5 separate regions of the Mus musculus genome follow, and regions 1, 2, 4 and 5 are each linked to region 3. The links are chromatin contacts, called in public promoter capture Hi-C maps. All regions are on one chromosome and are shown on one strand. The core of a region is the stretch at or near the end of the contact, and the rest is flanking DNA. Distances in the headings are between cores, read along the strand shown. Region 1 holds the start of Dzip3 (DAZ interacting protein 3, zinc finger). Region 2 holds the start of Dppa4 (developmental pluripotency associated 4). Region 3 holds the start of Plcxd2 (phosphatidylinositol-specific phospholipase C, X domain containing 2). Region 4 holds the start of Qtrt2 (queuine tRNA-ribosyltransferase accessory subunit 2). Region 5 overlaps Morc1 (microrchidia 1).

What was found. Promoter capture Hi-C pulls out the DNA fragments that hold promoters and counts their contacts.
Region 1: a contact with region 3 is called in a promoter capture Hi-C map of pre-B cells, with 6 times the contacts expected there. The contact joins the promoter of Dzip3 here to the promoter of Plcxd2 in region 3. A contact is called at or near these places in 10 of 39 promoter capture datasets (the 3T3-L1 cell line, 3T3-L1-derived adipocytes, cranial neural crest and 5 more), 2 of 484 Hi-C or Micro-C datasets (CD4 T cells and CD8 T cells), 7 of 115 datasets of contacts at active chromatin or transcription factors (astrocytes, cardiomyocytes, double positive thymocytes and 4 more) and 1 of 9 other capture datasets (liver).
Region 2: a promoter capture Hi-C map of stem cell-derived epiblast-like cells shows a contact between it and region 3, with 3 times the contacts expected there. The contact joins the promoter of Dppa4 here to the promoter of Plcxd2 in region 3. A contact is called at or near these places in 5 of 39 promoter capture datasets (the C10 cell line, cranial neural crest, hippocampal neurons and 2 more).
Region 4: a promoter capture Hi-C map of pre-B cells shows a contact between it and region 3, with 3 times the contacts expected there. The contact joins the promoter of Qtrt2 here to the promoter of Plcxd2 in region 3. A contact is called at or near these places in 3 of 39 promoter capture datasets (the 3T3-L1 cell line, liver and pre-B cells) and 1 of 9 other capture datasets (liver).
Region 5: a contact with region 3 is called in a promoter capture Hi-C map of stem cell-derived epiblast-like cells, with 4 times the contacts expected there. The contact joins the enhancer-like site here to the promoter of Plcxd2 in region 3. A contact is called at or near these places in 6 of 39 promoter capture datasets (the C10 cell line, cranial neural crest, embryonic stem cells and 3 more).

What each region holds. Positions count from the first base shown.
Region 1 is chr16:48,992,808-48,995,507 of GRCm38.p6, reverse strand. It overlaps Dzip3 (DAZ interacting protein 3, zinc finger), which reads left to right and starts at 1,366. Exons shown (of 32, transcript NM_001110017.2): 1 at 1,366-1,718. It overlaps Cip2a (cell proliferation regulating inhibitor of protein phosphatase 2A), which reads right to left and starts at 1,320. Exons shown (of 21, transcript NM_172616.2): 1 at 1,129-1,320. The coding sequence starts at 1,230.
Region 2 is chr16:48,282,437-48,285,136 of GRCm38.p6, reverse strand. Dppa4 (developmental pluripotency associated 4) reads right to left here and starts at 1,402. Exons shown (of 7, transcript NM_028610.2): 1 at 1,296-1,402. The coding sequence starts at 1,319.
Region 3 is chr16:46,009,029-46,011,728 of GRCm38.p6, reverse strand. Plcxd2 (phosphatidylinositol-specific phospholipase C, X domain containing 2) reads left to right here and starts at 1,316. Exons shown (of 4, transcript NM_001134480.1): 1 at 1,316-2,035. The coding sequence starts at 1,873.
Region 4 is chr16:43,888,343-43,891,042 of GRCm38.p6, reverse strand. Qtrt2 (queuine tRNA-ribosyltransferase accessory subunit 2) reads left to right here and starts at 1,367. Exons shown (of 9, transcript NM_001356329.1): 1 at 1,367-1,476. It overlaps Ccdc191 (coiled-coil domain containing 191), which reads right to left and starts at 1,141. Exons shown (of 16, transcript NM_027801.1): 1 at 1,005-1,141. The coding sequence starts at 1,052.
Region 5 is chr16:48,473,793-48,476,492 of GRCm38.p6, reverse strand. All of the region lies in intron 8 of Morc1 (microrchidia 1), which reads right to left. Among named protein-coding and RNA genes, the nearest start is that of Morc1, 44 kb to the right of the region's middle. Within about 2 kb of position 1,367, at least 8 of the 459 cell types and tissues checked have an H3K27ac peak or open chromatin away from gene starts, as enhancers often do. A contact at or near this core is called in embryonic stem cells and stem cell-derived epiblast-like cells, where this site is marked.

The DNA.
Region 1 (2,700 bases), core at 117-2,616, 3.0 Mb before region 3:
AATCCAAATGTATTTTTGGATCCGTGGAACACTTACATAAATATCTACATAAATACTTACACATAAAAAAAGGAGTCCTGTTTATACATACAACCTGAATGAATTGCCCTGATTATCTTCGGTGAATGAAGCCACTCAATATTCAACAAAGAAAACAAAACAGACATAGAAAATAGGCACTTGTGATATCTATTCCAGTTGTCAACTAAGGCTACATCTGGAATGAACTAAATCCAGAAATGGAGGGCACATCTGCCCAGATCTTGAGGCTGGAAGACACAGGCTTCAGACATGGGGCGATGTGCTTTTGATCCAGATCTCGAGGCATAGTGGCCATGAAAAGCGTAGGCCCAGGCAAGGTAGTACATACCTTTAATCCCAGGGGAATGAGACAAGTCTCCTGAGTTCAAGGCCAGCTGGGATTGCAAGTTCCAAATCCAGGTGTGGTGATTCATACCTTTAATCTGGGCTCTACCTCCTACTGGAGGACTACATAAGGACAATGGAAGAGGGAATTCTCACTCTTCTTTGCCTGCTTACACTGACTTTCCAGTTGGAACCTACTTCTTCAGGATTCCCGCTTACACAGATGACCAGCGAAAACAACTAGTGTTGAGGGAGTGAGCAACTACTAGATTCCTGGACTTCCCAGTCACAGCTAGCTTCCCCACTTGTTGGGTTAGTAGGAGCGAAACTTTAAGTCCTTACAATAAATCCACTTAATATAAAGGGATACTCCATAAGTTCTGTGACTCTAGAGAACCCTGACTAATACAGCACCTTAAAAAAAGATCCGGAACACACACACACACACACACACACACACACAGTGCGCTCGCATACACCCCAAAGCCTCCTGGTTTGGGTCCGTACACACACACACACACACACACACACACACACACACACACACTGCGCTCGCATACACCCCAAAGCCTCCTGGTTTGGGTCCGTACACAATCCCCTCCTGGCACCCACTCGTTGCGCACACCCAGTCGCTGTCGCCAGTGCAAGGACAGCGAAGCAGCTGCAGGTCTGCCCAGGGCGAGACCTCCATCTTCCGGCCCCACAAGAAAACAGGAGGGGACCGAAGGAGGGGACACCCACTCGCACCCCGAACCTCCTTACCTCCAAGTGCCTCAGCAGCTGAGTGGCGTTCGCCTCCGACTTAACGGCCTTGTACTGACTGATGCTCAGGAGCAGGGACTTCAAGCAGGCGGTGGAATCCATGCCGACGAGCCGGCCTGTCAGCGACCACCGACACCAGCCACCCTCTGTCTTCAGCGGTCGCCGCGCATTTTTTGATTTTTTTTAAGCCCCACCCCTCTTGCGCCTGGCAGCTTCCTGTTCCGGTCGGACTCCGGAAGTCTGGGAGCAGCGGGTGGGACTGCAGTCGGTGATTGGCAGGGTGGGCCTGGGTTCCAGGCGCTGGGGTTGCGGGAAGGTGGCAGGGAGCCATCCCCTCCCACCCCCGCCGCAGTCCCCCTTTGGCGGAGAGGCCGCGAGGTTTCGGCTGGAGGTCCGCGAACACGCGGGAATCTCGCGAGACGAGCTCGTGCGGGCTCATTCTGTGGAGGGCTTCTGGGGCGAACGGGGGTCTCCGTGCCGCGCGGGCTCGGTCCCCGGGCCTTCCTCGGCCTGGGCGCGGCGGGCTCGGCTTTCCGTGCGTGCCTCAGCCTCTGCCCGAGACACGGCCGCTCCCCCCTAGTCTAGACACGGTGAGGAACTCGGAGCCGCCGAAGCTGGGGGTGGGGGCGTAGGTTTGGAGGCGGCGGGAGAGGGGCCTCAGGTTCTGCGGCCCTGGTCCCTGGTGGCCGCAGGCGACTCGCGCAGGCTAAGACCTGTGGCGGTCGGGGTTCCGTGATGAGGCAGCCGGAACTTTACGGTAGGATTTGTCAGAACCCCCCATAGAGAGAGAGCATCCCGGAGTCGCTCCCGGACGCGTTCTTGTCAGCTTTGATGTCTGTAGGCTGAGGGGCCTGTTCTTGTCTGGCGTGATTATTTTGCACATTTCTGTGGCGTCAAAAAAAAAAAAAAAAAAAAAAAAAAAGAAAGAAAGGCACCGTTGAGAATTTTATTATTATTATTATTTTAATCGGAGGTAATGATGTGCACGGATCTAATAACGAAGTGAGTCAGCAACTGGTTCAGGAGCTTAAGCTAGGTTGTGGGATCGAGTAAATGCCCATTTGACTAAGTTCTTCTGAAATTGTGGGAATTCAGGGAACGTTCCTTTTTGTTTTTTGTTTTTTTCTCGTTTGTATTGGTACCTTTTAAAGACGTCATTTATGTTCATATTAAAAGAAAATAAAAGTAAAGCTAACTGATGGCTGGAAAAAGATTGTGCCGTTGAGATAGTCACATGAGAGTTTGTAGCTAGTGCATTCATTCATGCATTCATTCATTCCATTTTAAACAAACATGTATAACGGGGCTAGGGATTGACTGTCACTCAGAACAAAGATGAGGACGTGGTGCCTGCGGAGAAGCAACCATCTAATAATAGTCCAAATAGGAAAGTACTGTTGGAATTCACTACATAAACGAGGAATGCGTCATCACTAAAACGAAGAGCAGCCAGTTTGCTGACAAGTATTTTTGCACCTTTCTCTTTGTGTCTCTGCATTTTACTGCTTTAGGCTTTTCATGAAGTGAAACCTAAGAGTAGACTATTTTACACGATAGTTTATTCAGTAAATT
Region 2 (2,700 bases), core at 153-2,652, 2.3 Mb before region 3:
TCCATAAGAATGGGGTCCCTCTCCCTTTTATTGCTGAGGATGGATAATAAATATTCAGTTTAATTAAGGGAACAACAACAACGACAACAAAAAAATCCCTAAGCACAGAAAGAAACACACACACACACACACACCAAAAAAAAAAAAAAAAAACCTAACAAATATTAAGCCTCTTCCAGCATATACACGACTAAACACACTCCTTGCCTCATTTAATCTTTATATAACTTCAGAACCACTACTGTATTTTCAACATGGAGGGCCAAAAGTTAAAAGCTTATTAAAGCCAGGTGGTCATGGCACATGCCTTTATCCCAGCACTCGGGAGGCAGAGGAAGGCGAATCTCTTCAGTTCCTGGCTAGCCTGGTCTACAAGAGTGAGTTACAGGACAGCCAGGGCTACAGAGAAACCTTGTTTCAGAAAGAAAAGAGAGGGTGGCACCCGGGAGGCAAACCAACCTGGTTTACAGAGCGAGTCCCGGGTACCCAGGACTACAGAGAAACAAAACAATAACTCACTAAATAAATAAGTAAAACCACCAGGTCACTTAGCTCCAAAACCTAGGTCTTTTCCACCCCCCCCCTCCTCCACCCCCGCAATTGTGGAAGTGACAATTTAGCATTTCCTGTTACTTGACACCTCAGTTCTCTCCCATCACAATAGGGACCGGCTTCCCAAGGACTAAGATTTACTTTTGCACAACCTCTTTATAAAGGATTCACTTTAGGACTTAACAAAATTCTTACAATAAAGAAAGATGAAAATGGCTGGCGGTTTCTTGGGGAGGAGTCCAGGAAAGTGCTCAGCATCCTATCCTGGCTACTACAGTTAGGAACCAGCAGGTCTGCCATGTCAAAATTCATAGATTCTGAGGGCCTATGGATAAATTAAGGGGCCTGGAAGCCCTGTAGCAGGCACTTTTGGGTTAAGCCCTCGGGTCCTCTCAGGTTAACTGGGGACTCCTTCCGAGGCTACCCAAAGCCTCAGTTTATACCCTGTTTTATCCCGGGACCAGCTACGGGATTCTAAATTCCTTCCTAACAAAGCATTCCTTCCAAAACACACCCTCCTCTCCTAACACATCTACACCCGGGCCCCAGGGTCTCGCGCAAGGCCACTTCGAGCGGGCCCGCCAAGCCACACACCTGCCTTTAAATAATAATTTTTTTTAAAAAAACAATTAAGGTTGTAACAAATTGTAACGCTCATTCTTCTCTTCTCCAAACAATGGCTGGCTATACTCAAAAATGAGGGGCCCTCATTTGGAAAGCCAAATTGTAAAAACAGTTCTCACCTTCTTGTCTCCAGCAGTCTCCATCTTGAGAATAGATGAATCCTCCGAAAGAAAGTTCTCCCAGCTTCCAAAAGACCTCTGACCTCAGCCGGCTTTTCAAAATCTCCTCCTACTTCCTGTTGTCTTGAGGCCCTCTTCCGTTCCCCTCCCCTTCTGGTCCCACCCTCAACAAAATTGTGATGCTAAAATCTCCTTTTGTGGCTGATTTTAATAAAATCCCCTTTTGTGTGGTTTAATTATTAGGCTTGTTTCCTCGAATTTTTTTTTGTTTGTTTTGTTTTGTTTTGTTTTTGAGGCAGAGTTTATCATTTCTTTGCCTGGCCAGAAATGCGCTTTGTATATTGTACTGTCTCAACCTCCGGAATACTGCGATTTAGAGGTGTGAGCTGCTACCCCCTGCTCCTGGCAACTGTAGATCTGGGATATTTAAAACTGTAATTATTGCTGGGCGTGGCAGCACACACCTTTAATCCCAGCATTAGAGATGCAGAGGCAGGTGGATCTCTCTGAGCTCCTGGTCAGCCTAGTCTACATAGTGAGACTCTATCTTAGAAAAAAGAAAAAAAAAAAAAAAAGGGAAGGAAGGAAGGAAGGAAGGAAGGAAGAAAGAAAGAAAGAAAGAAAGAAAGAAAGAAAGAAAGAAAGAAAGAAAGAAAGAAAGAAAGAAAGAAAGAAAGAAAGAACCTAAATATTGCTAAGGGAAAGTGAAGTTCCTAGAGAATTCTGAAAAGACTGCAAATTTATCTAATGGAATTAGCATCCTGAACAGGAATGAAAACAACCCAGTTGCTCCAGAAATCCTTTTCCATGAGATGGCAGGGGGTGGGGGTTGCATTGTTTTGGTGGTTTCAGGGCTCACCCTGGGCTTTGTTTCTGTGCACCAATCAATCTACCACTGAGCTACAATCCCAGCCCATAAAATTACAACTCTTTTAATTCTTCCCCATCCAACCCTCCTTTTTTGAAGTCTCCACGGACCTGCAGCATACTGAGGTCTTCCTGTCTCATCCTCCTGACTGCTAGGATTCAAGGTGTACCCCACCACACCTGGCCAGGGCTTGAATTTCTGATCTTCTAGCTTCCCCAGGGCTGGAATTCAGGCCACCGAGCCTGGTTCAAAACTGTAACTTTCTATCTGCCAACTGTTTTTTTTTTTTTTTTTAAAGATTTATTTATTTATTATATGGAAGTACATTGTAGCTGTCTTCAGACACTCCAGAAGGGGGAGTCAGATCTCGTTATGGATGGTTGTGAGCCACCATGTGGTTGCTGGGATTTGAACTCTGGACCTTTGGAAGAGCAGTCGGGTGCTCTTACCCACTGAGCCATCTCACCAGCCCTTTTTTTTTTTTTTTTTTTTCTGCCAACTGTTAAAAGGTTTTGTCGTTGCTAGTTGGTTGGTATT
Region 3 (2,700 bases), core at 67-2,566:
GGTGTCTTTTTACAGCAACGGAAACCCTAACTAAGACAGGTAGCCTGGGATACAGGGGTAAAATGGAGGTCATCTGGTGATTAAACGACAGCTGCCCTAGGGTTTTATACATAAACTCCAGGAGTTTTAAGAGTTCTGGCCACTGTTCTCTTTTCCCCTAAGGCCCTCCTGAGTCTCTAGGGTCCTTCTTGCTATAAAAGGCTACCTTAATTTAAAATTTTTTAAATAAAATTATCTGTTTGCCAAAATAGTATTTTTTTATTATTTATTTTATTTTATTTTTATTTTTTGCAAAGTATGCAGGTCAGATCTTGGAGGTGGCTCAGTGAGTAAAGGTGCTTACTGCCAAACTTGACGATCTGAGCCCCGGGGACGGTCTCAAGGAAGGAGAGAACTGGAGTAATCTGTCCTCTGAACTGCACACATGCATGTTCTCACAGAAAAACGCATACAAGAAATATATAAATCTAACTACAAATTTTAACTAACAATATCGGATTATAAAACTCTGTACTACATTTGAATACTATTTGAAGTGGGAACAGTTCAGGAAGCAGAGAAGTGGGTCTGTGTTCTACAGACCGAGTTAGGGAACCTCATTTCAAAATGAACTTTGCACAGACTGCCACCACGTGACCTGCCTCAGGCTGTTTCATCCATTCGAGGAAGTGTATCAGCAACTCTGAGTCTTGTGGTAATGCTGTGAGGAGCAGGTGAGACAAATAATTCAAAAGGTTTCAAACAACAGCAACAGGAACCCAAAGCACCATTATCTCCTCCTCTGTGAAACGGAAATAATGGCACTGGCCAGTTTCAGCGGACTGTGCAGGAGAACTGTCAGTTTGCATTGTTTCAAACACAAACCTGCTTTGATGCTGCCATCTAAATAGGAGCCGCAGCAGCACCTTTCTCTGGCCTCTCTAGCTCTCCTGTTTCTGCTGCTACGGTGGTTTGAAAAAAAAAAAAAAAAAAAGTAGCGCGTTTCTGGGTAATTTTCACCGCAGTGAGAGTAAGGCCGAGGGAGAGAGGAGAAACCTTTGAGGTCGCGTCAGAGATCTACAAGAAAAAGATCAATCTGAGGACAGCCGGCCACGGTGCACATCTCCCCTTCCGGAGCAGCAGGCCGCAGCCCGACCTGTCCACTCGCTACCCCGCTGGAGTGGAGAGGGGAGGAGCTAAGAAGCAGGGGAGGCGTGGGAGCGCGATGTAGGGGCGGGCCCTCAGAGCGTTGTCCAATCAGAGAGAATCCCGCCAACGACCAATCACAGCTCGCCTAGTCTGGCAAATCTGCCCGGCAGTGCGGGGCGGGGCCGCCAGAGTCCCGGGGCTGCCGGTTACTCTTCTGAGAGCCCTTCAGAAAAGCACAGGGCAGTGGGCAGAGAAGCCAGGGGGCGGGGGTGCAGGCAGGCCCAGCCTGTGTACCAGCCCGGGGAAACCCACGGAAGCACCCATGAACAAGAGATGGTGCAACCCGGGTGCGCACGTGTGTGCAGCCCGCTGGCACGTCTCTATGCCCTGTGGGCACCTGTCGTGTGAGTAGCTCCGGGTGTGGCTGTTCCTGGATGTTGTGGGTTTCAGGAAGGTTTGTATCTTCGGGCCTGCCTCCCCCGTCTCCAGAGGGGAACTAAGAAGTTTAACTGACCAGGGACTGAGGAGATTAAAGGAGTGGATCTCAGTGGCAAGGCGAAGAGGGTGGGGACTGCGGGAGCAGCAGGCAGGGGAGCACCTATTTGACCCATCTCCCAGCTAGAAAAGGATCTTGAAAAGACTGGCGTGACCCATGTGCTCTGAAATGTTTAGAGAGCCCCGAGCGGTGATGACCACAGAGTGAGTGGCACTAGACTGAGCCTGTCTAAATCGTGGACGACAGGGATGCTTGCATTTAGAAAGGCCAGAAGGAAACTCAGGATGGGTACCATCTGCTCTCCCAATCCCAGCGGGACAAAGACAGCCTCGGAGGTCTGCAATGCCGACTGGATGGCCTCGCTCCCCGCTCACCTCCACAACGTCCCCCTTTCCAATCTGGCAATCCCAGGTATTCGTCTATAACTACTTGTTCGCACTGTGTTTAATGCTGCCATTTTAGTGTTTGCTAGTGGGTTGGTTGTTTTCTGTTGTGTTGAAAAACAATTGTCAGTGATCTCTTTTTATTTCCAAATTAAAAAAAAAAAAAAAAAACTTAACAGGAAGGTAGCTGCTGTAAAGAGAGTCAGTCAAGCCGACTGCATCACTGGCAAAAGGGACAGTTGAGAGAATGGAATCACTGCGCTGTTGTTTTGTTGTTTTTATTTTGTTTACACCATACGGCCTCAGTCTAAGAATGTTAACCATCTTGATGCAGAGGCCTGGGTATGTGAAAGGCTCGCTGACTTGAATCATTTAAGGGAAAGGGGGAGAGATCAAGAATAATGGGTAGAAAGTCCTTAACAATCTTAGCTCTGGGTCAACATTGAAGCTGAAAAGAATATTTTTCTCATTTATCTGACCTTTCTTGAAAACAAAAATCAGATAAGTGTTAGAAAATAGGTTCAGATTCTAGGCTGGGCATCAAGGCACATAGTTTTGTTGTTGGAAATGCCAGAAATAGAGGATGCAGTCTGTCCTCACAGGCAGTCATTAGGTGTGATGAAGTGACGGTGTTTGAAGCTTTGTCTATATATACACAGGTGTCTGCCTAGCTGATGTAGAACTGGAGCCTTG
Region 4 (2,700 bases), core at 118-2,617, 2.1 Mb after region 3:
GTTTCCACTCACTAATGCTCTGGCCTGTGCCCTCTGGTATCTGGAGCATGGTTTTCACTAAGCGGAATGTGCCCTGTGCACACAGCTGCTATATTTAGGATAACCCACAAGAATGATTACCTGGGGCCCCCACAAAAGCCACTCGTCTAAGAGGATTTTTTTTTCTTTTTACAGGAAAGTAAAACTGAAAGGTAAGAGCAGCTGGTGAAACTGCTCTGCTGCTGAAAGCTGAAGCCCCTCCATTTCAATACTCTCCTTTACATTTAAAGCATCTATTTTTGTGACTGTTAAGAGGTATTCTGGAAGGCACACTTGGTGTGGCTGTGACTTTGCATGGCTGTGACTTTTGTAATGTTCCAAGTTTTAAATGGTGTCTCTTTTATTTTTAATTACCCCCCACCCCCACCCCAATTCTTCCTCAACCTCCTGATGCCTTTAGGTGCTAATACACAGAAGAGGTAAGAGATACAGGGAGGCTCTAACTTTGAATGCTCGTGAAATTTAGAGATAACCATATGGATAAAGTATTGAGATACAACCATCTGGACTTCTGGGTTCATTTTAGATACCTTGTGTAAAACTGGAAAGGGAAAGATATAAGGGATAACGTCAGAGAATTTCGTGTGATGATTTTTTTTTTCCTTTTAAAGACCCCTTAACTCAGATTTGAAGGGGGCAGAAGAAAATGTGCGGAAAGTTTCCTAAAATTGGTGGCAGAGTAAGGATTAGGGGCAAATTCCCCTCACCATGATGGACACTAGGAGACCTCTCCATAGATAGAAATAATCCTTACAGGATGCAGCCCATCACAGTAGTGAGTACACAGACCCTTTGGCTCCTTAAATCACGCTACCTAGGGCTGTGCAGGCTCTAGGGTAGCCAAGGCCAGGTAAGGATGCCCCCGGGGGAAGAGTGAGGAAGCGCAGGGCGGGAAGCGGCTGGCTTCAGGACTGTGTGGCGCCTAGGGCCGGCCCATGTTCCTCAAAGCTCCCGACTGGGATCACCTTGAGATTCAGCTTCCTTGATAACCGTTTCCAGCGACTCAGCTCCATCTTCTTCTTTGAGGCGGACCCTCCCTGGGGCGCCAGCAGCACGTTTTGCACTCTCGGGCCTAGACTTCGGCCACAACAGAGACAACTGCGCCTCCTCCCAGACTGCTTTCAGGTGGTTCTGGGAGTTGTAGTTCTGCCACCTAGCAGCTAGACAGGGGTCAGACATTCCGGAACTACTACTCCCAGGAGGCGTTGCGCGGGAAGCTTGCTTTCACGCTGTTACTATGGCATCGGCGGAGGTCACTGGGCTTCTTTAGCAGGGCCTTTGCGTAATTCTGGCGCTTGGTGATGACGCAGAAATTCCGGATTGGCTCTGCGGCGGAGACCGTGGTTTAGTGGGCCAAGGGTTCTACGAGTCGGAACACGTGTTATCTCTTGCGAAGAGTTTAAGGGTCCTGAGGGTGCGGAGTTGTGTTATCAACCGGTGAGTGTTCCTTTTCCTTGTTGAGGGAGGGTGAATAGCGCCCACTTTTTTTTTTTTTTTATTGCGTTGCAGTCTTGTTCCCACCTCGTCATTACTTGGTTTCTTGTTGGTCTAGGCTTTTGCCAGCTCCGAGTCTCCCAGTGTGATTGCCAGTTACAGTTCAGAAAGAAAAGGACCTCCGTTCTCCTGGCCTCTGCCAGAGAATGAGCTTCTCAGCTGCAAGTTTTTCTGAGTTTAGCAGTTACTTGGGAAGCTATACGAATAGGAAAGTCTAGGGCTCCTGGGATGGCTAATGGAACTAAGGGAAAATTGAATCTAAATAGCCATGCCTGGATGTTGTCATGAACAGCCCACTGAAGGCGTGTGTGCTTTCAAGGCAGGGCAGAAATTCAGAACTGGAGCTTTGGACCCGGCCACTTGTTGGCAATTCAGCTTACTTACTGGCAAAATGGGATTGTACCTAAACCCTGGGAGTATTGTAATGATTGAAAAAGCAACGTGTGTAAAACATTCTGCCAGGGAATCTAAACCAAACTATAAACTGGTGGAAATATGATAAGGAAAGCTGTGCCCCATAGACCTAGCACCTGCCCTCTAACTTGAGTGTGAACCAGTAAGAACATTGTTGAATGGGCTGTGTTACGTTCAGACTTTCCGCTGTCTCAATGGTAGTTAGTTCTTTTGGAAGAGTTAGTTTCATGGCGATTTTTTGGAAGGTGTGCCTATTTTTTCCTGAATGAAAAGCAGAGTTCAGAGAAGTGCATATAATACAGTGTGTGTCCATTTTTGGAGAACAAGTGTGTTTAAATGTTTGGATGAGTCTGGAGAAAGGCTGTCAATTTGGAGAAGATGGCTTAGAGGTAGAGGGGCAAGATGGGAAAAGAACAATTACACTGTAGCAAAATGGGAACTATCACAGTTAATATGGAAACATTGTATTTGACAAATTTCAGTTTCTTTTAAGCCACTAGCCTATATTATAGCCTCTAAAACTAATACATCTATAATTCCAGTAACAACTCTGCCAGTTACTACTGGTAACTGTCTTAGTCACTGTTCTGTTGCTGTGAAGAGACACCATGACCAAAGCAACTGTTATAAAAGAAAACGTTTGATTGAGGGCTTGCTTACAGTTTTAGAGGTTTAGTCCATTATCATCACAGCAGGAAGCATGTTGGCATGCAGGCAGACGCCTGAGCAGTAGCTGAGAACTGCATTCTCATC
Region 5 (2,700 bases), core at 118-2,617, 2.5 Mb before region 3:
TCATTATCCCAGTTTCATTTCTGTAACTGTGAAAAACATCACGACAAAAAGCAACTTAGCAAAGATAGGAGTGTTTGGCTTATAGTCTCAGGTCAGTTTATTGCTTCCAAGAAGTCATGGCAGGGACTTAAAGCTTCACATCCACTGTCAAGATCCGAGTGAGAATATAACATGGGAATCCTTGCCTACTTCCTCTCATCTTGCTTCTTCCTTTCTCATAGACTTCAGGACTCTCTGCCTAGGGGATAGTGCTGCCCACAATGAGCCCAGCCTTCCTCTATCAACTAACAATCAAGCCTGTCCACCACATGTACATATGCCATACCATGTACATAGGCCAGCCAGATATAATTTCTAATTAAAACTCATTTCCTAGGTGACTGTAGTGTGTGACAAGTTGGCAATTAAAACTGACCAGTTGCAGTCCTGCTCTTTGCATAATCTAGATGTAGTGACTCAAGTTTTCAGTTAAATGAAAGGTTTCTATTGGTATTGGGAACTACCAGAAGCTAGCCATTGGTCAAGCTGATGAGTCAGCTCTTCTGAGGATTGATGCAGGTTTACTTCTTCTCTACTCCTGTCTTTTCTCAAGTTCCTGTTTGTGACAAACATTACAGAACTAGCTCTAATTTCTGAAGTCTGAGGTATAAAGAAAACAGGGCTAAATACACAATGCAAACGGTCTTGTTCTAGGCAAATTAATGTTGTAGCCTCATCTCTTTCCAGCTTGGATAAGCCAACTACTCTCAGTTCTCAAATATGGCTCACACCATCTCATCTCCCAACCACGGGATGTCACTCTTGTTTACTCTTGACTAGTTCTTTTAGACCTCTCTGGATGCACCCTTGAAATCTCACTTCTGTTGAAGTACTTCCCCACCTCCAGAGTGCTAGAGCCTGTGTGAGTCCCTCCTTCTTTACTTCCTGTCCCTGTGACTGTCTATACCTCTGTAATTTTCTCTCCATCAGGTTGTAAATTCCATGCAGTTAGTGACCTCATCCATTAAATAACTGGTTCTTGTGTGAATGAAGGATCATTCACAGCTTCTCTTGCCTAGTTTAGAACAAGCAGCAGAGCATTCCTCCTGTGGTGAGGTCTTTTCATGGAAGATCATCTTCAGTGTTGATGCTATCCAATTGTAAATAAAGCTGTGCACTTGAGGGGCTGACAAAGAAACACCCTGTAGTCAGGATATCTTTAGAAGACAAAGGACTGTCTGCAACTCTCCCTCTGTAAGGACCCTCTTTGCATAAATTCTTCAAGGGCTTTTCTTGTCTCATTTCTACACAAACATCCTTTCTGCCTCTGTGTGCTTTGCCAGGGGAGTTCGTATCTCTATCACTGTGTGGTTTCCTTTTTCATTTTCTATTTAATTAGCTCTGATAAGAAGAAACTGAAGCAAGCCACTCTCCCCATCTCCAGCCCTCCCCACTCAGAGGCACGTGACAAGCAGACGTAAAGAAAAGGCTACTTTAAGGCTGAACCTGCTGCTTGCAGAGTCTGGGGAATATGGTGTAGGAGAAGCAGATTAGAATCAGTGTCCTTTTCTCTGCTTAGACTTGAGAATTCTTAGAAGTCTGCCTGCAATTTGGTTTCCACGGTCTGCTGTGCCATCTGTGCAGTTGTCTTTACCTGACCTGTCCATATTCTTCTATTTCTGGGGCTGTTCCATGTACACCTTAGATGCATGTGGACTGACATAGTGGTCGCACAATAAATAATAATAATAATAATAATAATAGTAATAATAGAACAGGGAAGGACAGTGAGAGCAAGCCACCACAGCCAAGTCTTGCCCTTATCTTCAGATTCAGATCCCTGGGGGTTGGAGTTTAGGAGCATGAATCCCTCAGATTCCTTCCCTCTATGAAGTTTGGAAGTCACAGCTTGGTAGACATAGCTGGCAGAGGTTATGTAGGAAGAGAATCACAAGAAAGGGGGACATACTCATAGGTGTTTGGGAATAGAACACTATCTGAGAAAGCTAACTCCTGTGTATAGGCACAAAGGAACCCAGACAACAGACTCCCATCCAAGCCGTCAACTGAGCTATTCTTGTGGTATAGTATGAATGTCCCACAAAAATCCATGTTAAAACTTAAAGTCCACTGGTGACAACCCCATGGGAACTATAAGAGAAAACTATGTCATTAAATCCATTCATATATTCATACACTAATGGCTTAATAGGTTAGTGGTTATCTCCTGTGCAGGTCTTTTATAAAAATACTTTTGTCTCTGTCTCTCTCACTGTGTGGTCCTCTCAGCTTTGTCTGATTGGGGTGTCATCAGATGGTTTGGGGCACAGTAGAAAGATTCCAACAGAAAGAAGACCTTTATCAGATATAAGCCCATGGTCTTAGATTGCTCAGCTTCCAAATCATGAGTTAAGTAATCCTAGTCTCAATAAATAACCCATCTGTATGTATTCTAGTATAGCAAAAGAAAAATAGGCTAAGGTACCTTATATAGTCTATGGCTAGGTCTTGGGCTCTGAATTCCAGGTACAACATTAAGCTAAGTCTTTTTATAGTGCCTCAGAGGTGTTATATGTTATATATAAAATAGTTATATATGACAACCAAAATTGTGTTCCCATAAAACAGATGAGTTGTTATACGTGACATTAACGAAGTCTATATTATGCACACAAAAGGCTCCATGAAGATTTTTCAACTAGTGTAAATTCTGAACTTGGA